2 separate regions of the Pan troglodytes genome follow, and region 1 is linked to region 2. Evidence: chromatin contacts called from public capture Hi-C data. All regions are on one chromosome and are shown on one strand. The core of a region is the stretch at or near the end of the contact, and the rest is flanking DNA. Distances in the headings are between cores, read along the strand shown.

The links. Capture Hi-C pulls out chosen DNA fragments and counts their contacts.
Region 1: a capture Hi-C map of stem cell-derived neural stem cells shows a contact between it and region 2, with 2.3 times the contacts expected there. The contact joins two enhancer-like sites. A contact is called at or near these places in 1 of 7 Hi-C or Micro-C datasets (stem cell-derived neural progenitor cells) and 1 of 1 other capture datasets (stem cell-derived neural stem cells).

What each region holds. Positions count from the first base shown.
Region 1 is chr9:35,952,710-35,958,277 of NHGRI_mPanTro3-v2.0_pri, reverse strand. No RefSeq gene overlaps it. Among named protein-coding and RNA genes, the nearest start is that of RCN1, 130 kb to the left of the region's middle. Within about 2 kb of position 2,742, at least 1 of the 24 cell types and tissues checked has an H3K27ac peak or open chromatin away from gene starts, as enhancers often do. A contact at or near this core is called in stem cell-derived neural stem cells, where this site is marked.
Region 2 is chr9:35,803,165-35,808,760 of NHGRI_mPanTro3-v2.0_pri, reverse strand. PAX6 (paired box 6) reads left to right here. Exons shown (of 14, transcript XM_054662190.2): 3 at 2,335-2,411; 4 at 2,797-2,857. The coding sequence starts at 2,848. Among named protein-coding and RNA genes, the nearest start is that of PAX6, 12 kb to the left of the region's middle. Within about 2 kb of position 2,985, at least 6 of the 24 cell types and tissues checked have an H3K27ac peak or open chromatin away from gene starts, as enhancers often do. A contact at or near this core is called in stem cell-derived neural stem cells, where this site is marked.

The DNA.
Region 1 (5,568 bases), core at 1,493-3,992, 150 kb before region 2:
CATGGGCCACACACTGTGCTAAGCACGTCATATGTATCCCACTCAATTCTTGCAGTGATCCTCTGAGGTTGATACTCTTATTATCCTTATTCTGTAGGAGATGAAACAGACACAGAGAGGTTAAGTAAGTTGGCCAAGGTTGCACAGCTATTAAGTGCCAAGCTGAGATTTGAACCCAGGCAACCAGGCTCCAAAGTCCATATGCTAACTACTATGATCGTCTTTAAAATCTGCCTAAAAGTAGATGGACGAGAGAGTTGCCCCTTTAAGACAAGTTAATCCTCGGTGTTCAAATTGGCTGTCTATGTGCATGTGTGTATGCGCAAGACACATGACTGCACACACTGTGAACTGAAACGTTTGGAGCTCCCAGAACCCCCCTGTTCCCATCTTATGAGTGCAGAGACACAGCTCTTCCCTCCCCAGGCATTTTGGCAGGCCAGAGGCCCGCTTAAGCCAGAGACCTTGGCCGGCCAGGCTACCGGGAGGTGGCGCTGTGTCACTTTCCTACTCCGGAGCTTTTGTTTTCTGCGGGCTGCACGCTGGAGGTGGGGAGGCCAATTTGAGCAGAGCCTGTCGCCAATTTCCCTGATTTGAAATCTCACTCTCTTCTGTCACTTCCTTCAAATGAGCTGGGAGATGTTCATCAGATGACAGTCCTGAAAACGAGCCAAAACTGTTCTCTTAATCCCATCTCAAGATGGATTTGAAAAGGGTGTTTCCAAACAAGGAGCAGATTTCATGTGTCAGAATTACACTCACGCTGACCTCTTGGTTTTCAAAAGGAGAGAGGAAAAACACACCCAAACTCTCAACCACCTTGTAAAAACTCGGGTGATCATCGGGCCATGGGCTCAGGCCCTGTCCACAAGGAGGTACACAAATGCCCATTCCCCGGGAAATCCCAGGGTTAGCTGGAGGATCTACATCTCTCCTGTGCACCACATCTCTCCAGGCCTCTGTGGACTTGCCGGTCCAAGGTGGCCCACCTCCTGCCGCCCTTCAAGAGGCTTCTCTCTAAGGAGCCGAATGCTCAAGGGCTCATGGCACTGCTGACATTTTGACATTTGCACATCAAATGAGCTGTACACTGACTTATCAAAGGAAGAATCACCCAACACGGTGATGCTTAGGCCTGCAAGGGAACCTCAAAGAACTTCGTCTGTCTCCCAGTTTTCTAGATGAGAAAATTGAAGCCCAGAGACAGGAAGTAAATCTCAACCTGGTAAATGGAAGAGCTGCAAGTAGCTCTCAGAATGCCCTGGCCGGGACAGCTGCCACCGCCTTAGGATAGAGTTTTAACCCTGAGGCACAGGAGGAGGAATGGAGCTTTGGAGTCAGACAGGCCTGGTTTGAATCCCAGTGCTTTAAGCATATTTGCATGACCCTGGGAAAATCACTAAATATTTCTGAGCCTCAGTTTCATCTGGAAAATGGGACAATATACAATCTGATCATGGGATTGTGATGAAGAGTAAATAAAATAACATACACGTAGGTTTCCAACATATGTTGCTTCATCCTTGTTTATTTTTTTGTTTTTTTTGTTTTGCTTTGTTTTGTTTTGGTGTTATTTTAACCCCAATCGGAGAAGCTGGTTTCAGGTTGGGGCTGACCCAATGGTAGGCACGCAGGCACCTTAAGAATCTAACTGTGCTCTGTAACTATCCTGTCCTCAGACCATCAAGCTACCTTGATCTTGGCTTGCAAATGTGGAGGACTGTCTTTTCTGTCTTTTGGGATCTGGAAACAAAGTTAGCCTTAGGCACAAGGTTTTAGGAGATTTGGGAAGGCTTACCATTCCTAAACCTTTCTCTTATCTTTCTAACGCCCATCCCTTGGCAAACATGTGTGTCCTCAATGCATTGAGCAAATGCTGTAATCTGGGCACATATCTTTCTTTTTTCAACAATCAAATACCCCCATGAGTGTGATGGTGATACCAACACCTTAGCATGAATTTTTTCAATTAGATTGCTTTCTTGCTAATGTCTGCATTAAGGAGATAGAAATTTTTATGAGGATGAGAGAATGGCTGAAAAATAAGGGATGTAATTTTTAAGCTGAGCTAAGGGGGTACCCCAAGAAGAAGCCTGAGCAGCAAGATGTAGCAGGCAAACAGTGTGGATAGAGAAAGAACACTGCAGGGAAATTCAGGGATCCAGAAATAATGGCAGGAGGGCTTCAGAGTTAACCTCATCAACCTGGAAAGTTTAGTGCAGCTGGTGTCTATGTGGGTGAGGTGACTCAGGACTACTGAAATGCCTCAGTCCACCCCGTCCCCACATACATAGCATGTGTAAGGGCCTGTAGAAACGCCCTGAGCTTGGGCCTGACTCAGTGACCTTCCTACGAAGCCATGAATTTAAACTCTTCCTGACTCAGATAAGGCATGTTTCTGATGGCTGACTTGGAGGAAGACTTTCATTCAAGCCTCAGTTATTTCACTCTATGCCAGGATAGGGAGGTGACTGAGACCCTCAAGAGAATCCCAGGCCATGAGAGTATCCCGGATCTCAAGAGGATCCCAAGCCAATAGATTCCGGTTTCCATGAGAGTACAGTGACATGTGTAGGTGACCTCTCCTCCATAAGAGAGGAGTACATGTCACGGTACTCTCATGGAAACATCTTCCCATAGCCTGAGAGGCCCTGCCTGACCCAGGCTCACCACCCAGCCCTTTCTGCAGCTCTGATCCAGCCAGGCTGGGCTCTTCCTGCCTGACCTTGGGAACTGCTGCACCAGCCACTGCCTCTGCCAGGTACGCTCCTCCCCATGGTCTTCACAGGGTGCGCTCCTTCTCATCATCCAGGTCTCAGCTCAAAGGTCACCTCCTCAGAGAAGTCTGCCCTGCCCCACAAACCCAATGCCGCCCCACCCACCCTTCACTCCCTCTCTATAGTGTCACTGGTCACTAACTATAAGCTTCGTGAGGGCGGGAGCTGTTTTGTCTCCACAGCTACATTCCAGCACACGATGAGAAGACACTCAGGAGGCTGGCAATAAAGACTGCTTTCTGAATGGATGGATTCCTCTCTCTCTTCACTCTCCCTTATCTGTTCTCTCTCCTACTTTAGTGGGGTTGCTGTTGTTGCTGTTGTTGTTGTTGTTGCTTTTGGCTAAATCATGCTCAGATTTCCAAGTGTAAAATAAGGTTGTTTTCCCTCAAGGCAGATATTCTTTCCAGCCACTATATCTTTTTCTTTCCTTCACATCTAAACTCCTTTCACAGATCACCCTCACTGCTCCAGCTCCACCGTGCCTCCTGCTCACACTTCAGCAGCTCATAATGGGGCTTCTTCCTTCACCCCTAGGCTGATAAGATTCTCATGAGAAGGGTGTCTCCAGTAGCCACACAAGTTATACACTACACAACTCCAGGGGTCACCATCCCACAGACGAGGGTGTAGACGACTCCCCCTGGGGGTGTGCAGTGTGCACAGCCATGCCTGGCCACCTTGCTCGGGATCTATCTTAATCACCAACCATCTCCCTTCCTCAGGCTTGAGTCTCCTTGATCTCCTGGCAACACAACACTGTTGATCCTCTCCTCTCTGACCTGATGAAGTGCTACATTCTCCTGGTTTCCGCTCTACTCCTCTAAGGTCTCCCTCCAGCCTCCTTTCCAAATTCTTCTTGCTACTCCCTCTTGCTAACTGGGTGTTCTCTCAGACTCTCGCCTCAGATCCACACAGCCTGCCTCAGAAATCTCCACCACAACTCCCATGGTGTCAACTCCCATGGTGTCAACAAATGACCTGCCTCTTCCCTTGTATTAGTCCATTCTCACACTGCTATAAAGAATACTACCTGGCCGGGCGCGGTGGCTCACGCCTGTAATCCCAGCACTTTGGGAGGCCGAGGCGGGCGGATCACGAGGTCAGGAGATCGAGACCATCCTAGCTAACACAGTGAAACCCCGTCTCTACTAAAAATAGAAAAAATTAGCCGGGCGTGGTGGCGGGCGCCTGTAGTCCCAGCTACTCGGGAGGCTGAGGCAGGAGAATGGCGTGAACCCAGGGAGGCGGAGCATGCAGTGAGCTGAGATCGGGCCACTGCACTCCAGCCTGGGCGAAAGAGCAAGACTCCGTCTCAAAAAAAAAAAAAAAAAAAAAAAAAAAAAAAAAAAAAGAATACTACCTGAGACTGGGTAATTGTAAAGGAAAGAATTTTAATTGACCCACCGTTCCGCATGGCTGGGGAGGCCTCAGAAAATTTGCAATCATGGCAGAAGCAGGCACCTTCTTCACAAGGTGGCAGGAGAAAGAAGCATGAAGGAGGAACTTCCAAACACTTATAAAGCCATCGATCTTGTGAGAACACACTCACTATCATGAGAACAGCTTGGGGGAAACCACTGCCATGGTCCAATCACTTTCCTTCCTCAACACACGGAGATCACAGGTCCCTCCCTTGACACGTGGGGATTACAATTGGAAATGAGATTTGGGTTGGGACACAGTGTCAAATCATATCACCCCTCCTCACACACTGGCTGGACATCTCCACTTGACATGAGGGAGACTTCAAAAGCCAACTCTACCTGATGCCCAACCTTCCCAGGGTCTTGCTCTGTCTGGACCAGTATGGGGGCCATAATAGTAAGAATGTAGCAAGATGTGGCACTGGGGATGACGCTGGCATCCTGTATCTGGTAGAATCCTTCCACAGCACCCCTTTCCCCATAACTATCACCCAGGCCCACCTCATGCATAAATAGTTCCTCACGCTAAATGCTGGACTGGTGAAAGGGAGAGGAAAAACCCCCAGCTGAAACCGTCTCTGCTCTGAGAGACGGCCTGATTCCAGGGACTTCTCGGGTCACTGACACTCTTCACTGAGGAGGGGATCTGTCCATAGAGACATTGGAGGGAGCCAGCTCTGACAGGTACAGAATAAAGAGTTGGCAGGGACAGTGAGCATTTCAGAGAGAAGGAGGGAACCCTGACAGCCGCCTGACCCAGGAGTCAGAGCCTTCTATTTACACTTGACGTCCATTGAGGATGCATGAGGAGAATGAGCACAAGACAAGAAAAGGGAAGGAAAAAGAGGGGGCAGATGCTTGCCCAGGCACCCACCTGTCAAGCTGTGGAGAAATAATGCTAGAGTCGGGAGCTGGGTCTGGGCCTTGCTGCCTCTGTCCTGGCTGAGGGCTGCCCAAGTCTAACAGGCACATGTGATCCTTAAGCTGTGGCTCACTGGTCTCACATGGGAGTGGGCAAATTGCTCCCCAGAGACCATCTCAGTTGCTTCTGAAGCACTTCCCATTTTCGTGCCCCTCATAATTAATAGAGGTCAAACCTCAAGGCTACTGTACCTTTTCTGTATTTTTGTTTTTGAGTCTGTGGAAGACAGAAAGGGAGCCAGGGCTACCCTTGTTTCCTTTATGTTTAAGGACTTATCTGGTTTTTACTGGACCCTTTCCAGAGATGGTACTACTTCCCAGGACAGCGGGTGTTTTCTATCAGAGTCCTTTCTGGACTCTGGAAATTCATCTCTTGCTGTACTGGGGTAATGTCCCACATGCCTGGGACATTCAGCCCTGAGAGAGCTGCACTGTCTACAGCA
Region 2 (5,596 bases), core at 1,736-4,235:
CATTTTTTATAGCCAGTGACCTTTGCAAACGTCTGAAGGCAGTTTGATTAGTTGTTATCTTATTTGGCCCTAGAGAGTAAAACTTTGTCATCATAATTGCTAATTACTCTTTTGGCTGGGGGCGGGAGGACCGAGAGCTCTCCCCTTTACCCCAGTTAAAGAGTTTGGGGATGGAATTTGAGAATTAAGTAATTAAAAAAAGAACAGCATTTGAAAACTGAGGCTTGTGTTGGGGACAGAGAGGTGGGGGCAGTGACCACTCTCTTGTGGTCCAAAGCCGGGGCGACTCCAAAATGTCTGGAGACTCCTTCGTTCAGGATGTGGTTCTATGGCCCCAGCGAGGCCGTACAGAGCCTCGGGCTGAGCTGGGGGGCTCAGGCTGCAGTTGGGGGTCTGACCTCTCCGGTGCACAGGACTGCTTCCGGGTGTCGATGTGCCCCACTTCCCGGGTTGCTTCTGCACTTAGTGTTCACGTTTACTTAAGTAATTAGATAGCTTCTTAGCGAGAGGGAAGTGGGAATGGAGCAGAACTGGAATTTGAAATACTACCACCTTCCCAGCTGCTTCGAAAACTAATCAACGAGGCCTCTTTGTGCTCAGCTACTGAATTTTAAAAAAATGGTATCAAGAAGTTACAAGCCAGGATGGGAGCATTCTGTTGTGATTGTGCACAGCGTGGGTTACAAAGTGGAGTTCTGAAAGTTTTACCCCTCCTAGGGGAATTCCGTTCCCCATCTCCCCACCTACTACTCCTTTGCAGCTTCAGGGTCCTGCATTTGTTGGGGTGGGGTATTTTGCATTAGAGTTGAAGATTTTGCCCGTCCAGGGCATGGCTATGGGTGCCGGGACTGAGAGACAGGAAGGAAGCATTGGAGAGCCAACCTAGATAAGGGTAACTAGTAACCCTCTGCTGTGGCCAGTATTTACCCAATGCTGAGAAAAAGTCCTCATTTTCGGTTTATTTTTATGGATTTAAGCTGTCTACCAAGTAGTTAAAAAGTAGACCAGGAATAGCCTTGTAGAGTAAAATGTGCTTCTTGAAATTCTTTGCTTGCAGGCAGGCAGATCAATAATCACCATAGGTAAAACAGAAAAAATAATGCATTTAAAAAAAAAACAGAGAAATGATGCTGTGACTGTTTTGTTATTTTACCTCTTTTTGGGGGGCAGACCTCTTGAATGGGCTCTTTATTGTAACTCTCTCTTCCCAATTGAGCTCCCCACGGTGCCGTTGTATCTTTTTACAGCCCCTAACAACTCACACCAGTAACACAATTACCTCCAGATATTTACAACAAGAAATTACTTTTCTATTTCCTCCACTCACCCAAAAGACTTTTTTTTTTTTTTCCTTTGGGAAAGGTAGGGAGGTGTTCGTACGGGAGCAGCCTCGGGGAACCCTGCACTGGGTCAGGGCTTATGAAGCTAGAAGCGTCTCTCTGTTCCCTTTGTGAGTTGGTGGGTTGTTGGTACATTTGGTTGGAAGCTGTGTTGCTGGTTAGGGAGACTCGGTTTTGCTCCTTGGGTTCGAGGAAAGCTGGAGAATAGAAGCCATTGTTTGCCGTCTGTCGGCTTTGTCGACCACGCTCACCCCCTCCTGTTCGTACTTTTTAAAGCAGTGAGGCGAGGTAGACAGGGTGTGTCACAGTACAGTTAAAGGGGTGAAGATCTAAACGCCAAAAGAGAAGTTAATCACAATAAGTGAGGTTTCGGATAAAAAGTTGGGCTTGCCCCTTTCAAAGTCCCAGAAAGCTGGGAGGTAGATGGAGAGGGGGCCATTGGGAAGTTTTTTTGGTGTAGGGAGAGGAGCAGAAGATAAAGGGTAAGCAGAGTGTTGGGTTCTGGGGGTCTTGTGAAGTTCCTTAAGGAAGGAGGGAGTATGGCCCCGCAGCCCTCCCAAACTGCTCCAGCCTATGCTCTCCGGCACCAGGAAGTTCCAAGATTCCCTTCCCCTGGTCTCCAAACTTCAGGTATTCCTCTCCCCTCACACCCCCTCAACCTCAGCTCTTGGCCTCTACTCCTTACTCCACTGTTCCTCCTGTTTCCCCCTTCCCCTTTTCCTGGTTCTTTATATTTTTGCAAAGTGGGATCCGAACTTGCTAGATTTTCCAATTCTCCCAAGCCAGACCACAGCAGCCTCTTTTAAAGGATGGAGACTTCTGTGGCAGACGCCGCTGAAAATGTGGGTGTAATGCTGGGACTTAGAGTTTGATGACAGTTTGACTGAGCCCTAGATGCATGTATTTTTCCTGAGAGTGAGGCTCAGAGAGCCCATGGACGTATGCTGTTGAACCACAGCTTGATATACCTTTTTCTCCTTCTGTTTTGTCTTAGGGGGAAGACTTTAACTAGGGGTGCGCAGATGTGTGAGGCCTTTTATTGTGAGAGTGGACAGACATCCGAGATTTCAGGCAAGTTCTGTGGTGGCTGCTTTGGGCTCAAAACCCACAAACAGTCAAAACAAACTATTTCAGTATGCTTCTTCACTATAGTTCAGATAGAAGAAAAAAATCAAAATTGGGGCATCGCTTCTACTGATTAAAGGGTTAACTGCTAAAGAATGTAGGGGAAACAGATTGGGGTTATTCCAGTACTTTGTTTCAAGCCCCAAAGGGTAGATTTTGTATGCACTGCAGGGCAGAGCTGGGTGACCCTCAGATCGCCGCAAGCGGTTGAGTGGATCAATTCCTAAAGAACGGAGATTCTCCTGTCCTAGCCCCAGGTCCACCTCGGTTGGGAGTTCAGGCCTACCTGATGCAGCTGCCCGGGGATTAACTCCTATTTTCTTGCTAACAGAGCCCCATATTCGAGCCCCGTGGAATCCCGCGGCCCCCAGCCAGAGCCAGCATGCAGAACAGTAAGTGCCTCTGGTCTTTCTGGGACTTCGGGCTCGGGGTGCGCGGACCCGAGGGTCAGGGGAGGACACAAGGGCTCGCGACGCCCGCGCTGGCCCGGCCGCCGACCCACTGAGGCCCGGGGACCTGCGGCGGCTGCTCCCCCCTCCGCGCCCGGCAGCCCGGGAGGGGAGGGCGTTTGCTTGGCTTTTCTCCATACTGGAGAAGCAGGGGCTGGGCCCTTAAGAACAGCCCGCCCGAGTTTTCGAAGCTGCGGTAGAGAAACCCCATCCCCCCCAAATCCTGTAACTCACACCCCCTCCCGCCCCTGCCCCGGCTCTGACCCCGGAGAGAGGGGCTGGGCTGATCAGGGCGGGGCGAAGTCTTCTCCTAGTTGAGTGAGAAGGAGGCCCCTTTGGGCTTAGCCAAGACTGAAAGTCTCCACCAACCCAGCGGGGTTGGGGGCTTCTCTCCCCAAGTCACTCTCAGGGCAGCTCCTCCCCTCCTCACCCCACCTACGGGCCTAGAAGGGATGGGGAGAGGAGCCCCCAGGCCTGCAGCAGGGTAGGGGTGGTAAGCTCGCTGTTACAGGGCGCGGGAGAGAGCACGGTTTACTGGGTCTGGTAAGGAGGTGCCCAGGAATTGGAAAATCCCTGCCCTGGCAACTGCAATTGCTTGGGTCCTGATAGTCCCAGGCCCAGAGCGCTTTTGATACTTATGGCCCTTGTACCTCCCTGCTTTCCTCTGCCCAGACCCCGTGGGGTCCCACCCACCTTCCTGTTCGTGGTGGGTGCTGGTACGCGGCAGGGCTAGTCTAGAGCTCCGACCTGGGAGCCTGGAGGCCCAGCGAAACCAGGCCCGGTTTGAGGTTACGGTTGAGGCACACGGCGTCAGGGCTCAACTGAACTCGAAGTGTGGAAAGGCCCGGGTCTTCTAGCAGCCTGCCCTGGCCGAACCACAAAGGCTTAAGAAGGGTCCCCAGCACCTTATCCATCTGTTCTGGAAACGCCGGTCGCCCCCTGGTGCTTCCGGAGCTGGTAAGCGCGTAGCTGAGGAAGCGGCACAAAGGTGGCGAGCTTTGCGGGAGTAGTTGTGCAGAACCTGCCGGACCCCAGGGCTTGGCCGGTAGGCTCGCCTTCGGCGGCTGGGTTCTCCCCTTGGAGCTCAGACTCCCCAGCCGCAGGCTGTCTCTCGGGCGGGCCCCAGCCAGGGCGCGCAGCCCTGAGCGTTTGTCGCTGCGGCCCGGCTGGCAGGCCCCGAGGGGCGCGGGGTCGCGGGCCGGCCCGCAGGGCTTTGTGCCGCTCGTTCCCGGGTGTGCGCGAGGCGCGGAGCATCCAAATTGACACCATATGTTTTCCTATTAGTTGCTTCGCGGTCGAGTTCTAGGCGCATAATCATCGCCAGTGGGCGAGAGCGCCAGCAGTCCCTAGGGAAGGGACACAATGATTGAGGCTTAACCTCTGAAGGGGAATTTGGAGCTGCGCTTTCTCTCTGCCATTTCGATGCTGGGAGTGGCGCTCTGGCCCTGGCGTCTCCTGGGCAAGCACCAGCGGGCGGTAGCTGCGGAGGTGGCTGGCACGTTGTTATTTTTTGAAATGAGTGAGGAGGGAGGTCTAGATTTAGGCGGCCTCACGCGCCCGCCTTGGCATTAGCAGACTGGGAATTGCCGTGGCTATGCCCGAAGTTTGGAAAGTCTCTCTCGGTCTCTTTCTGGGACAGCCTTTCTTTTTCCGGGAAGCTCCCTGTGCCTAGAGGTGGGGCTCTGTAGCTGGAGGGGTAGATGGAACTTGCGAAGCAAAGGAAGGCAATAAAAGGAAGTTAGGAGAAACCGGAAACGTGGGCCAGGCCTTGCTCTGTTGGAGAAGCGGTGTCCCCGCAAAGTCCCTGCTTGCGCTGGTCCCGGCCGGAGCCCAGATCCCCCAAACGCCTGTCACTTCTCATCGAGTTGAGGCTCAGGCCCCCACCCGCGCCTCGGTGAGGGCCCCCCTTAGCCCCAAGCCTTCGGCTACCCTGAAAACGCGGCTCCCCTCGAAGGGGAAACAAGTGCAGTTCAATCTCGTCTGAGTGATCTACAAATAAGGACGGAAAGGGTCGTTTTATCACTGTCCCGTTTGTCGTGACGATGCAATTTCCCGGAGCGGAGCACTGTCACAAAGTGACAAGGCTGCCACAAGCGCCCCGACTGATCTTTTCAATTAGCCTTCCATGCATGATCCGGAGCGACTTCCGCCTATTTCCAGAAATTAAGCTCAAACTTGACGTGCAGCTAGTTTTATTTTAAAGACAAATGTCAGAGAGGCTCATCATATTTTCCCCCCTCTTCTATATTTGGAGCTTATTTATTGCTAAGAAGCTCAGGCTCCTGGAGTCAATTTATCAGTAGGCTCCAAGGAGAAGAGAGGAGAGGAGAGGAGAGGAGAGCTGAACAGGGAGCCACGTCTTTTCCTGGGAGGGCTGCTCTCTAAGTCGGGGCTGCAGGTTGGAGATTTTTAAGGAAGTGGAAATTGGCAAATTGGCTTTGTGTGTCTGTGGTTTTTGGGGAGGGGGACTACAAAGAGGGGCTAACTCCCTCTCCCTATTCTCTAAGGTTGGACCACAGGGATGAGGTTGTGAGATACAAAGATAAAGGACGGATGGGGAACACTATGATGTGGTCTTTTTCTTTTCTGTTTTTGATTTTTGCTAATATCTATCCTTGGCTAAGGGGAGGGCGGAGTTCAGCGGCGGAAATAAAGCGAGCAGTGGCTGGTGCGAACCGACTC